Linked DNA regions of Pan troglodytes: regions 2 and 3 are each linked to region 1. The links are chromatin contacts, called in public HiChIP or PLAC-seq maps. All regions are on one chromosome and are shown on one strand. Each heading gives the region's core, a stretch centred on a gene start, on an enhancer-like site or on the middle of the called end of the contact. The rest is flanking DNA. Distances are from core to core; before and after follow the strand shown. Region 1 holds the start of BRD2 (bromodomain containing 2). Region 2 holds the start of AGPAT1 (1-acylglycerol-3-phosphate O-acyltransferase 1). Region 3 holds the start of GPSM3 (G protein signaling modulator 3).

The links. HiChIP or PLAC-seq counts read pairs in DNA pulled down with a chosen protein or histone mark.
Region 2: an H3K4me3 HiChIP or PLAC-seq map of stem cell-derived excitatory neurons shows a contact between it and region 1, with 7 times the contacts expected there. The contact joins the promoter of AGPAT1 here to the promoter of BRD2 in region 1. A contact is called at or near these places in 1 of 7 Hi-C or Micro-C datasets (stem cell-derived neural progenitor cells) and 1 of 1 datasets of contacts at active chromatin or transcription factors (stem cell-derived excitatory neurons).
Region 3: a contact with region 1 is called in an H3K4me3 HiChIP or PLAC-seq map of stem cell-derived excitatory neurons, with 5 times the contacts expected there. The contact joins the promoter of GPSM3 here to the promoter of BRD2 in region 1. A contact is called at or near these places in 1 of 7 Hi-C or Micro-C datasets (stem cell-derived neural progenitor cells) and 1 of 1 datasets of contacts at active chromatin or transcription factors (stem cell-derived excitatory neurons).

What each region holds. Positions count from the first base shown.
Region 1 is chr5:38,851,081-38,854,120 of NHGRI_mPanTro3-v2.0_pri, forward strand. BRD2 (bromodomain containing 2) reads left to right here and starts at 1,497. Exons shown (of 13, transcript XM_063812858.1): 1 at 1,497-2,827. It overlaps LOC129144363, which reads left to right. Exons shown (of 3, transcript XM_063813264.1): 3 at 1,497-2,146. The coding sequence ends at 2,131.
Region 2 is chr5:37,962,591-37,965,630 of NHGRI_mPanTro3-v2.0_pri, forward strand. It overlaps AGPAT1 (1-acylglycerol-3-phosphate O-acyltransferase 1), which reads right to left and starts at 1,528. Exons shown (of 7, transcript XM_063812362.1): 1 at 1,166-1,528. It overlaps RNF5 (ring finger protein 5), which reads left to right and starts at 1,585. Exons shown (of 6, transcript XM_001164301.5): 1 at 1,585-2,273. The coding sequence starts at 2,134.
Region 3 is chr5:37,980,296-37,983,335 of NHGRI_mPanTro3-v2.0_pri, forward strand. GPSM3 (G protein signaling modulator 3) reads right to left here and starts at 1,428. Exons shown (of 4, transcript XM_518379.8): 1 at 1-1,428. It overlaps NOTCH4 (notch receptor 4), which reads right to left. Exons shown (of 23, transcript XM_054686784.2): 21 at 2,837-2,984; 22 at 2,236-2,333; 23 at 754-2,062. The coding sequence ends at 1,334.

The DNA of each region.
Region 1 (3,040 bases), core at 247-2,746:
GCCTAGTATTTTCTCAGCCTCCTAAGTTTTTATTCCATGGCCGGCCCCCTGATGGGCCTCTGTCCTGGCCTGCAGAGCCCCGGTGGAGAAAAGCAGATTTGGGAGGTTGGGCCACTAGGGGGAGGGGAAAAGGCCTCTGCAAAGTTGCTGTGTCATTGCCCTCCCTGCTGCAGCCACCCAAACGGGGCCGCTTGTACTTTTGGGGGCCAGGGCCTGATCCCTGGCTGGGGGAAGGGGACTCTGCTCTCCTGACGCTCATTTTCCCCCGCCCTCCCGGGGTTTGCCCTACTCCGGGGGTCAGAAGACAGGAGATTGGCGGCCATTTTAGACGCAGTAACCGAGGCTACTGCAGAGGAGGGAGGGTGGCGTGGTTGCAGCTCAAGGACCTAGGCCCTTACGAGCCCTTCCCGGGCGAGGGGGAATCTTACCGTATATTTATTTGTTTACCTACGTTGATTATTTTTCCCAGATACGTACACAAGTTTGTTTTCTCCCTGGTAGCGAAGAAAGGGGAAACGGGGGAGGGGACGCCCCACCAAAGCCCAGGTTTTCTCGGGTGGGGGAAATCCTTTCACTCTCTTGTAAGGGGGCGGGGACGGCCCCAGAGATGCTCTGGAGATCCTGATCTCTGGGCTCTGGTTGATTCACAGAGTCTGCACCCTTATTTAGATAACCAAGTTAGGAGGAAGACTTAAGAGTAAGTTGGGGGGAGGGGGCGAAACTGAGCTCCCAAAATGGCTCCTGCCCCTCCTCGGAGGCGGACGGCCGGGGGGAGGGGAGGAGGGGAGGAGGGGGAGGGCTAGTCTGAGCCGCAGCCGCCGCCTCCTCCGCTCGCCCTCCTCCCTGGCGCTGACCGATGGACCAGCCGCTCCGTGGGGAGGACTCCGGACCCTGGTGGGGGGGCGGGGGGGTTCTTTCGCCCCCGTGGCGGAGGGCCCCTAAGAGGCGGATACGGGTCTGCCCTTGGGGGTAATGTGGCGTGTGGGGGGAAAGGTCCGAGCTCGCCTGGAGGGGGAGGGTTTTTCCCTTAAGTCATCCCTCCCAGGACTTGCTTTTTCTGCTCTGAGCCGGACGCCGGAATGGAGTTTTGAGGAAGAGGTGAGGTGTGTTGCATTGTATAGGGTAGATGGATGCGTTTGGGGATTTTAATCCCACTTTAGGGTTGCTGAGGTTTTTTCGAACGAGCAGAAATGTATTGGTAACTGTAGGTGTGAGTGGGGAGGGATTAGAAAGGTGCTTGGACGTGCAAATTTGGGAGACGTATTTTAGCTTTTGTGGTCTTTGGGACTAAACAGTAGTAAATAATGTTTTGCTCGTCTTTCCATCGTTTGGCTTGAGGGAGGGAGTGGAGTATTATAAGACTCTGGCAAGACTGTGTTTTAGACTGTGGGGCATGGGAACGTTAGATCCCCTCATCGCCGTTCTGAAGCCCGTAGCTGTTCGCCATAGAGGAGCAGGCCGCGGCTTCTAAGATGGCGTCTTTTTCCTCGTTTCAGATTCTTCGCTGCTGCTGCCTTACCGCCGAGAACCACCACCCGCCGGGCGTCTTGCGGCCACACCCCTGGCGGGCTCAGGCAGGCTACGCCCACGCGACCCCTCCCGTTTCCCTGCTCTGGCCAATGGAGGAGCTACGAATGGCACGACCTGCTCGAGCTTGGCAGTCTCCAGTTGGGCTGTGCATGGAAGCTTGGGAAGACTTTGTTGGAAGGGGAGGCGGGGACAGAGTGCTGGAGGCTCTGGGGCGATGGCTTCCGCACCTCTTCCAACCACCCTCTTTCCCTGGAGTCGGCGGACCACAGCTCAGCCAATTGGCTTGGAGATGTGGCGGGTTGCCACTTCCCTGTGGGTCTCTGCGGCACTCTTCTGCCTGGTGACTGACACCTTGGAAATGAAGTTTATGACGTCATCGTTGCGGCTGGCCAATAGAAAAAGCTCCCGCGGAGAGGTGTTCCTTCCCCTTCGACTCAGCTTCTTCACCCGCGTGAGCGAGCGCGCGCGCGCGGAGGGGGTGGGGAAAATCTCAAGCAGGGTGGCGCGCATGAGCGGCGAAGCTCCTCCTCCCCGCCTATATATAAAGGGCTGGCGCGGGGCTCGGCGGCGCCATTTCGTGCTGGAGTGGAGCAGCCTCTAGAACGAGCTGGAGGATTCTGCCTACCGATACAGAGCCTTCGAGTCGTCCGGGGCCGCCATTACAATCCACCTCCATCCACTTGGAAATGGCCTTCGTCCCGGCCTATGACTGGTCCCAGCGGGCAGTACAGACCCCATAGAAGCCCCTGGAGCTCCCCTTTTTCGGGCCCCGCCCAGTCCTCGGAGTCTGTCCACCCCCTCTACTCCGCCCTCAAGAGGATTTCAAAGATGGAGGCGGCGGCTCCCTAAACCACTTTTCGTGTTCATCCGCCTCCATCCGAGATCGAAACGGGACCTCGTCGGCCCCGTAGGGTCCCGACAAGAAGAGGGAATCCCTGCAGACCAACAGCGGGCTATATTGACGACGGTGTCTGAGATCGGGGACCGTCTTTTGAAGTCAGTCCCTCCTTAGTTGCCCGCCTCAGCTGAGGCCGCCGCCATTTTCTTGCTGTCCGCCGTCTGCAGAGCGCGCCAAGCTGCCCGGAGCTCTCCGAGAGGCCCCAAAGAGACTGCTTTCGTGCCGGCCAGGCAGGGGGTTTGTCGCCTGGAGGCCCAAGAGGAACGGCCTCCCCCCAACTTAGCGGGTTATGCTGGACCGGGCGGTGAGGGGAACCGAGGCCACCCGGACTTTCCGCGGCTGAGGGCAGCGCCGGTTCCCTGCGGTCAAGATGCTGCAAAACGTGACTCCCCACAACAAGTACGTTTCCGCGAGCCGCGTGTGGGAAGGGGATGTTGCAGGGCGGCGGCACAGGGGTGTGGGGCGCCGTGTTGGGAGTACGGAGCGGCCCCGGCGCGCTGCTGTTGCGGCGCAGCTGTCGACTCGGCCGCGCGGAGGGAATTGAGCGACGGTTTTGGAACGGTGGTGGCGGCTCGGCTACTGCTCGTGGAGGGGAATACAGGTTGTCAATTT
Region 2 (3,040 bases), core at 278-2,777, 890 kb before region 1:
CCATCAGCTCTCTTTTAACTGCCACTTTTACTTGGTCTCTTTTTTTCTCAACTCCGGTTATCTGCTGCTTATTCCCCCCAACTATTCTTAAGGACCCCTTTTCCCGTACCCATTCAATTCTAAACATTTATCAAGCATCTACCTACCATATGACAAGCATTAAGTTCACCTCTCTTTTTTTTCTCTCCAGGACTCCATCTCACTCTCCAGTCCTCTGGTCTGGTTTCCTTTGCCCTTTGTCCCTCACTATCTCCCAGCAGTCCAGCTCCCCCCTCCACCTGCCTTCTCTGGCCTTTAAAGAGAAGAGATCTCTTTGGCCTTATCCCTGACCCTTTTCCATGCTCTTTTACCTCTGTACCTTTTCTTTCCTACTTCCTTCCTATCAGTCTCCTTACTTGCCCAAGCTGAGACAACCCCTTCTCACAACATACAATATGGGTACATCTTTTCTTCCAATGGAAATTTGGCTTCAGGGGTGCTTTCTAGAAAAATAAAAAGTGAGGAAGAATGCCGATTCCTCTGGAATGCGGGTGCCTCCTTAATTTGGTAGCCATGTATCTAGTTTTCCATCCCCTCTTCTCTTCCTCCACTCCCATTATCCCTTTACTAGGATCATTCCATCACTTCACTCTCCTTCATTTCCACCTTTCCCTCTCAATATCTTCCTTCCTAAACCTCAAGCTTCCTGAATCCTCATCTGCCCCAGTCCTTCTTTACGCAACTGCTAACTTCTCATCTTTCCTTACTCTTGAGTCACATGGGATCTTTTATCAAGGTCCCACCTCTAGCCACACCTTTACCCTGCATTAGTTTACATGCCCTCGGGAAGAGGATTGGTAGTGGGAGGACTGTTACCTAATTCTGCTCCTTTAGTCACAGTGAGGGTCAGTGATTGTAGGAAAAGCCCAAACTCCCCGGGGTCCAACCCGGGAAGAAGACCCTATTTCTGATAGGCAAATTATAAGGAGGAAAGGGCGGGTCTAGCCTCCGCGGGTCTCCTTAAAAGGGGCGGGCTTTGCCCCTTTTGCACCACTCACAAAGGGGTTGAGCCCAGAGCTTTCCTGCTCTGAAGGTTTAAAACGGAGTTGAAGTCAATCCTGTTCTACTCTGTGTACAACATTAAGAAAGGGGTGGGCCTTTAGTTCAGTTTTGCTCTGTAAATCACCTAATATGGGGAGGGCTGAGTCGTCCAGCCGAATGAGTTGGGTTAACACCAGCGCCGCAGATCGATGTTCGCACTATCCAAACGTCGGGCTAATCCCAGTTCTGCTCCCTTAACTAAAAGGGAGGGGCAGACCCAAGTTCTGCTCTCTACGTCACCAAAGGAGGTTGGAGCCATTTTGAACCCTGCGACCCTAGTGTTTTCCCTCTTTTCCTAGCTCTTCGCCGTCTTTCCCGATGTCGGCCAATCAGGGGAAAAGGAAAAGGCCCAATCAGCAGAAAGTCCACAGCTGAAGGACCCGGATGAAGCGAGCCTAGGACTTTGAAGTGCAAGCCTCGCCAATTGTAGAGCAGTCACCATGGCGACAAGATAGGGGTGAAGAGGTGGAACAAGAGAAGGTTCAACCCTCACAGGATTGGCCCACCCCCGTCCCGCCGCGTGCTGCGCAGGCGCGTTTTACCTAACCACCATTTTCCGTCAAGTTCTAGCCAATGAGTTGATTTGGAGCCATACGCTCCAAAGTCCAATAGCAATCCGGACATTCTCTAAAAGAGGAAGCGAAGGAAAGAAAGGGGCTTATAGTGGGCGAGGTCTATAGGTAGTCCCGAGCAAATTGCTTATGGCTTTGGTTATGACTGACAACTACTCAGACGAATAAAGCCCTCCTTGGCCAGGCGACAGGGTGTAGCGAGTTATTACCAATCCCTTGGCATTGCACATTGACTTAGACCGTATCAGCCAATAGCCATTGTGCGAAGGCAGGACTGCACTAACCTTTTCCCGCCCCTACCCTTTGGGCCAATCCTTTCTTTTGAATTCTTTGTGACTGGCAGGCATTCAGACCAATAGTGATTAGGAAACCTTGAAGCCTGCCCAACGATCGTGGGCAGGAGGTGGTTTCTGGTTTGTTGGGGCGTGTGTATGTGTATTTGGGGGGACTGAAGGGTACGTGGGGCGAAACAAAACCGGCCATGGCAGCAGCGGAGGAGGAGGACGGGGGCCCCGAAGGGCCAAATCGCGAGCGGGGCGGGGCGGGCGCGACCTTCGAATGTAATATATGTTTGGAGACTGCTCGGGAAGCTGTGGTCAGTGTGTGTGGCCACCTGTACTGGTGAGAATCGAGGAGGGGGGCGGGAGGTGGTGGGTCTCGCTTATATACTGGAGAGGCTAGGAGCGAATAATCATACAGTCATACAGATAATCGGAGGGCACGTTCCCATAGGTGAAGCCCGACAGGAGACATAAGACTTTGCTGGTATGTGTGGGTGGGAGTATAGCGGTCGAGATCTGTGGAAAGAAAGGTCTTAGGAACCAGGAGCGGAGGCATGTGATGTGCTGAGAAGAGAAGGTGGGGCGGGGAGTGGCAGGACAATGTGAGACCCGAGCCACCTTACCCCAGAGAAGTGAGGGGTCTTAGCTGTGCAGGTGGAAACAAGTGAGACACAAAGGTTAAGGGAGGCACGCATCAATTGAGTCGGGGAGAACCAGGAAATGTGGATCACATTCAGATGAGATCTGGGAGGGGGCTGGTATAAGGGCACTGTGGAGAGGCAGACTTGAAAGGTTAAAGGGTCGTAAAGATAGGGACATTATTGAGCTTGAAAGTGAGTAATGGGGGAATGTGCTAGTAAAGGGGTTTGGTTTGGAGTGATGGGGTTGGGGTTGAAAAGAGGAGACCCGGAAAGAGGTGGCTGAAGGAAATTAGAAATTAACTTGAAAGGCAGAAAAGAGAGGGCACGAAAATTTGTATGTGTTTGTTGGGGAGAGGAGAAAGGAGAGGGTTGAGTGTGTTGAGGATGGACAGAGCTTTAGGTGTTGGAAGATCAGACAAGCAGGAAGGCTAAGTTGGCTGGCATGGTAGAGGTTGCAGAAAATCTG
Region 3 (3,040 bases), core at 178-2,677, 870 kb before region 1:
TAGTGAATACTTAATAAACTGTAGATATTATTGGCTTTCAAAATGCCTCATGACTCCATGTTTCAAACCTAGCAACATATTGCTGCAAGGTGGACAAAGTTTCAAGATACTCTCTCCATCTACTTGACTTGTGGCCTTAGGAATCTTCTAAGTGGCCATAACTAAAAGCCCTAGGATGAGGGACAAAGTGTGTGCATCATCTAGTGCAGTGGTCTCCTACCTTTTTGGCACCAGGGAAGAGTTTCGTGGAAGACAATTATTCCATGGTCGGTGGCGACGGAGGGCTGGTTTCAGGATGAAACTGTTCCACCCCAGATCATTAGGCATTAGATTCCCGTAAGAAGCGAGAAACTTAGATCCCTTGCATGCACAGTTCACAATAGGGTTCGAGTTCCTATGAGAATTTAATGCTTATGCTGATCTGACAGGAGGTGGAGCTTGGGCAGTAATGCTTGCTCACCTCCTGCTGTGTGGCCCAGTTCCTAAGAGGCCATGGACCAGTACCAGTCTGCGGCCCAAGGGTTGGGGACCCCTGACCTAGTGTGTGCGGTTTCTCCCTTGGCTACTAGATTCTTGCTTTCAGATAATACCCTAAATTATCATAGGGCCCCTAAATATACTTATTCTTGCTTTTAAACTATACTTACATCCTCCATCCAATCCAAATGCTGAGCCAAAAGCACAAAATGCTGACATTATGCAGTCACTCCCATCTTTTTTCCCATTCTTCTCCCCAATTCCTCCAAAAAAAGGTAACACTTCAAATCAGCTTTATTATGGGTGACAGATTTAGGGTTCTTAAATAGCGATAGCAGTGGCTAGAAGAAGCGCTTCATCCCCGCAGTGGAGTTCCTTTGTTGTGAGGGGAGGGAATGCAAGGAGTCATCAGCGGGGGTGGCCCTTGGCCACTTTTCAGCACCTACACAGTGCCTGGCACATAGTAGGTGCCCAATAAATATTTGTCAGCCATTTGTGGGCAGTGGGGACAATGGATCATAGGGGCACCCTTTGGAAACCATATATAGGAAAGAACATCTTACATCCCATATGCCTGCAATTCTTGGTTCCAACTTAGGGGTATTTCCACTCCACTCTGCCCTCCTGTGGCCTGTCTTATTTTCTGGAGGAGGACTGGGCCTGCCTCATCCTAGCATCTTAAACCCTCTTTCCAGAGCTGCAGCTTCTCCACGTGGAAGATGCCTGCTCTGGTGGGCATACATTCATTTTAGGAGAGAAACTAAACTGACAACCCTTCATTTTGGGGGCTCCATCTTAAAACCAGGAAGGCCTTCCAGCCTGCCTTTTAATGGGTAATCATTTTTGGAATTCCTCCCTACCATGTATTCTTCGATTTTTTACCCTCTCCTCCTTGGTTTATGGGCATTTCTTGGAGGGCTGGGGAACCACAGTCAAGTTGAGGTGATCCCCGCTCCGGGGACGGAGTAAGGCAAGGAGGCGGGATCGGAATGTTGGAGGCAGAACCGCAAGCTCCCAGGGCCACCCAATCGCAGGGCCAGTCATCCGTTGAGACCCTGCCTCCGCGCCCGGCAGCCACTCCGTATCTTCCTCGCATTATCGCAGGGTTGGGCCGAGGCCCGCGCATGCCTGCAGAAAACCTACGGCCGCGAGGGGGCGGGCCTCCTCCTGCTCCTACTCCCGAGAGGCTCCGGCAATGAGAATAGGCCCCGCCCCCCCGCGCAGCCAAGTCTACGGACCAAGTCCGAGCCTGCAGACAAGCTCCGCCCCCACGAGGGCCTGCTCCGGCTGACAGCGTCCGGCAGCGCGGCAGAGCCCCGCCCCCATGCGGGGGCACGCTTACTGACACCGTCCGTGCGAGCGGGAAGGGCCCAGCCTCGCGGCCCGGCGTGGCTTTGTGACGGGCCTCTGGTGGCCCAGCCCCTTCCAGCAGCGTCAGCAGATCCCAGTGGTTACGTTGGTGAGCGACGTCCGCGGGCGCTAGCCCAGCCTGGTCCCGCAGCTCTCGGGCTGCCCCCAGCCCCAGCAGTAGCTGGGCTACTTCCACCGCTCCTTCCCGCGCCGCCAGGAATAGCGGCGTCTGCTCCTGTACAGAAGAGCCAGGGCCGATATCAGGGAAGGCCACGCCCACAGGACTGGGCCTTTCTGCCTTCACTTGCGCGACCACTGGCCCCTATCCCTTCAGGCTTTGCGGGTTACCGCACTTTCCATCTCTCGTGCGCCTGACTGTTTTGTGGGAAGCCCTCTGTCCCATCTAACCCTGTTGTCCTGGGCATCTTTATCGGCTCCGGCCTGGAGAAGCGAGCGGGCGGCTCGGGCGTTGTTCACGGCAGCAGCCCAGTGCAGCGCAGTTTTCCCTAGGGGACGACGTGGGAGGTTGTTACCGCAGTTGGGGGCCAGACGCCTGGGTTCCGGTTTCCCACGGGTTCTGGCCTTGGGGGAAGGGCTATTCGGGCCGGCTGGTCCCTCAAAGGCGGGAAGCGTTGCCCAGGAGACCACCGGCCTGCAGGAAGTGTTGCCCTGGTGACGTCACCAGTGCGCGGGAGGGACAATGGGGCATTGTTCTGGGGTCGGTGAGACCGGGAGACAGTCTCCCCCCACGAGATTCCCCCCCTTTCCACAGACACTGTGTTCCATGCCAGTTCCCCAGTACGCTGGAGCGGAGGGCCAGTGTGGTGTTTGAGGGTGGGAGTTGGGGGGGGGAACTCACGCGGCCCGTACTTCCACCGCATCTCAGATTGACCGCCGTAACAGCAGGATGAGAGGGAATGCCCCTCTGCTACACCTATATTTTGCACGCTATCTCCCACCCCATCTGCTCAACTTCTCTATAGCATACATCACCCCTTCCTCTACATACCCCATTTATCTCTGGCCCCCACGTCTGCTTGGGCTGCAATCAGTTCTTCAACCAGGTCTTCCACCGCCAGCCTGGCAGCCAGCATCAAGGGTGTGGTCCCGTCCTCTGTGCGAGCGTCCACTGCAGTTTGTCTGCTACGGAGCAGAAGCTGGGGAGACAGAGGGCCAGTGACCCCTGGGGTACCTTGGACTGCCAACTCGAGTT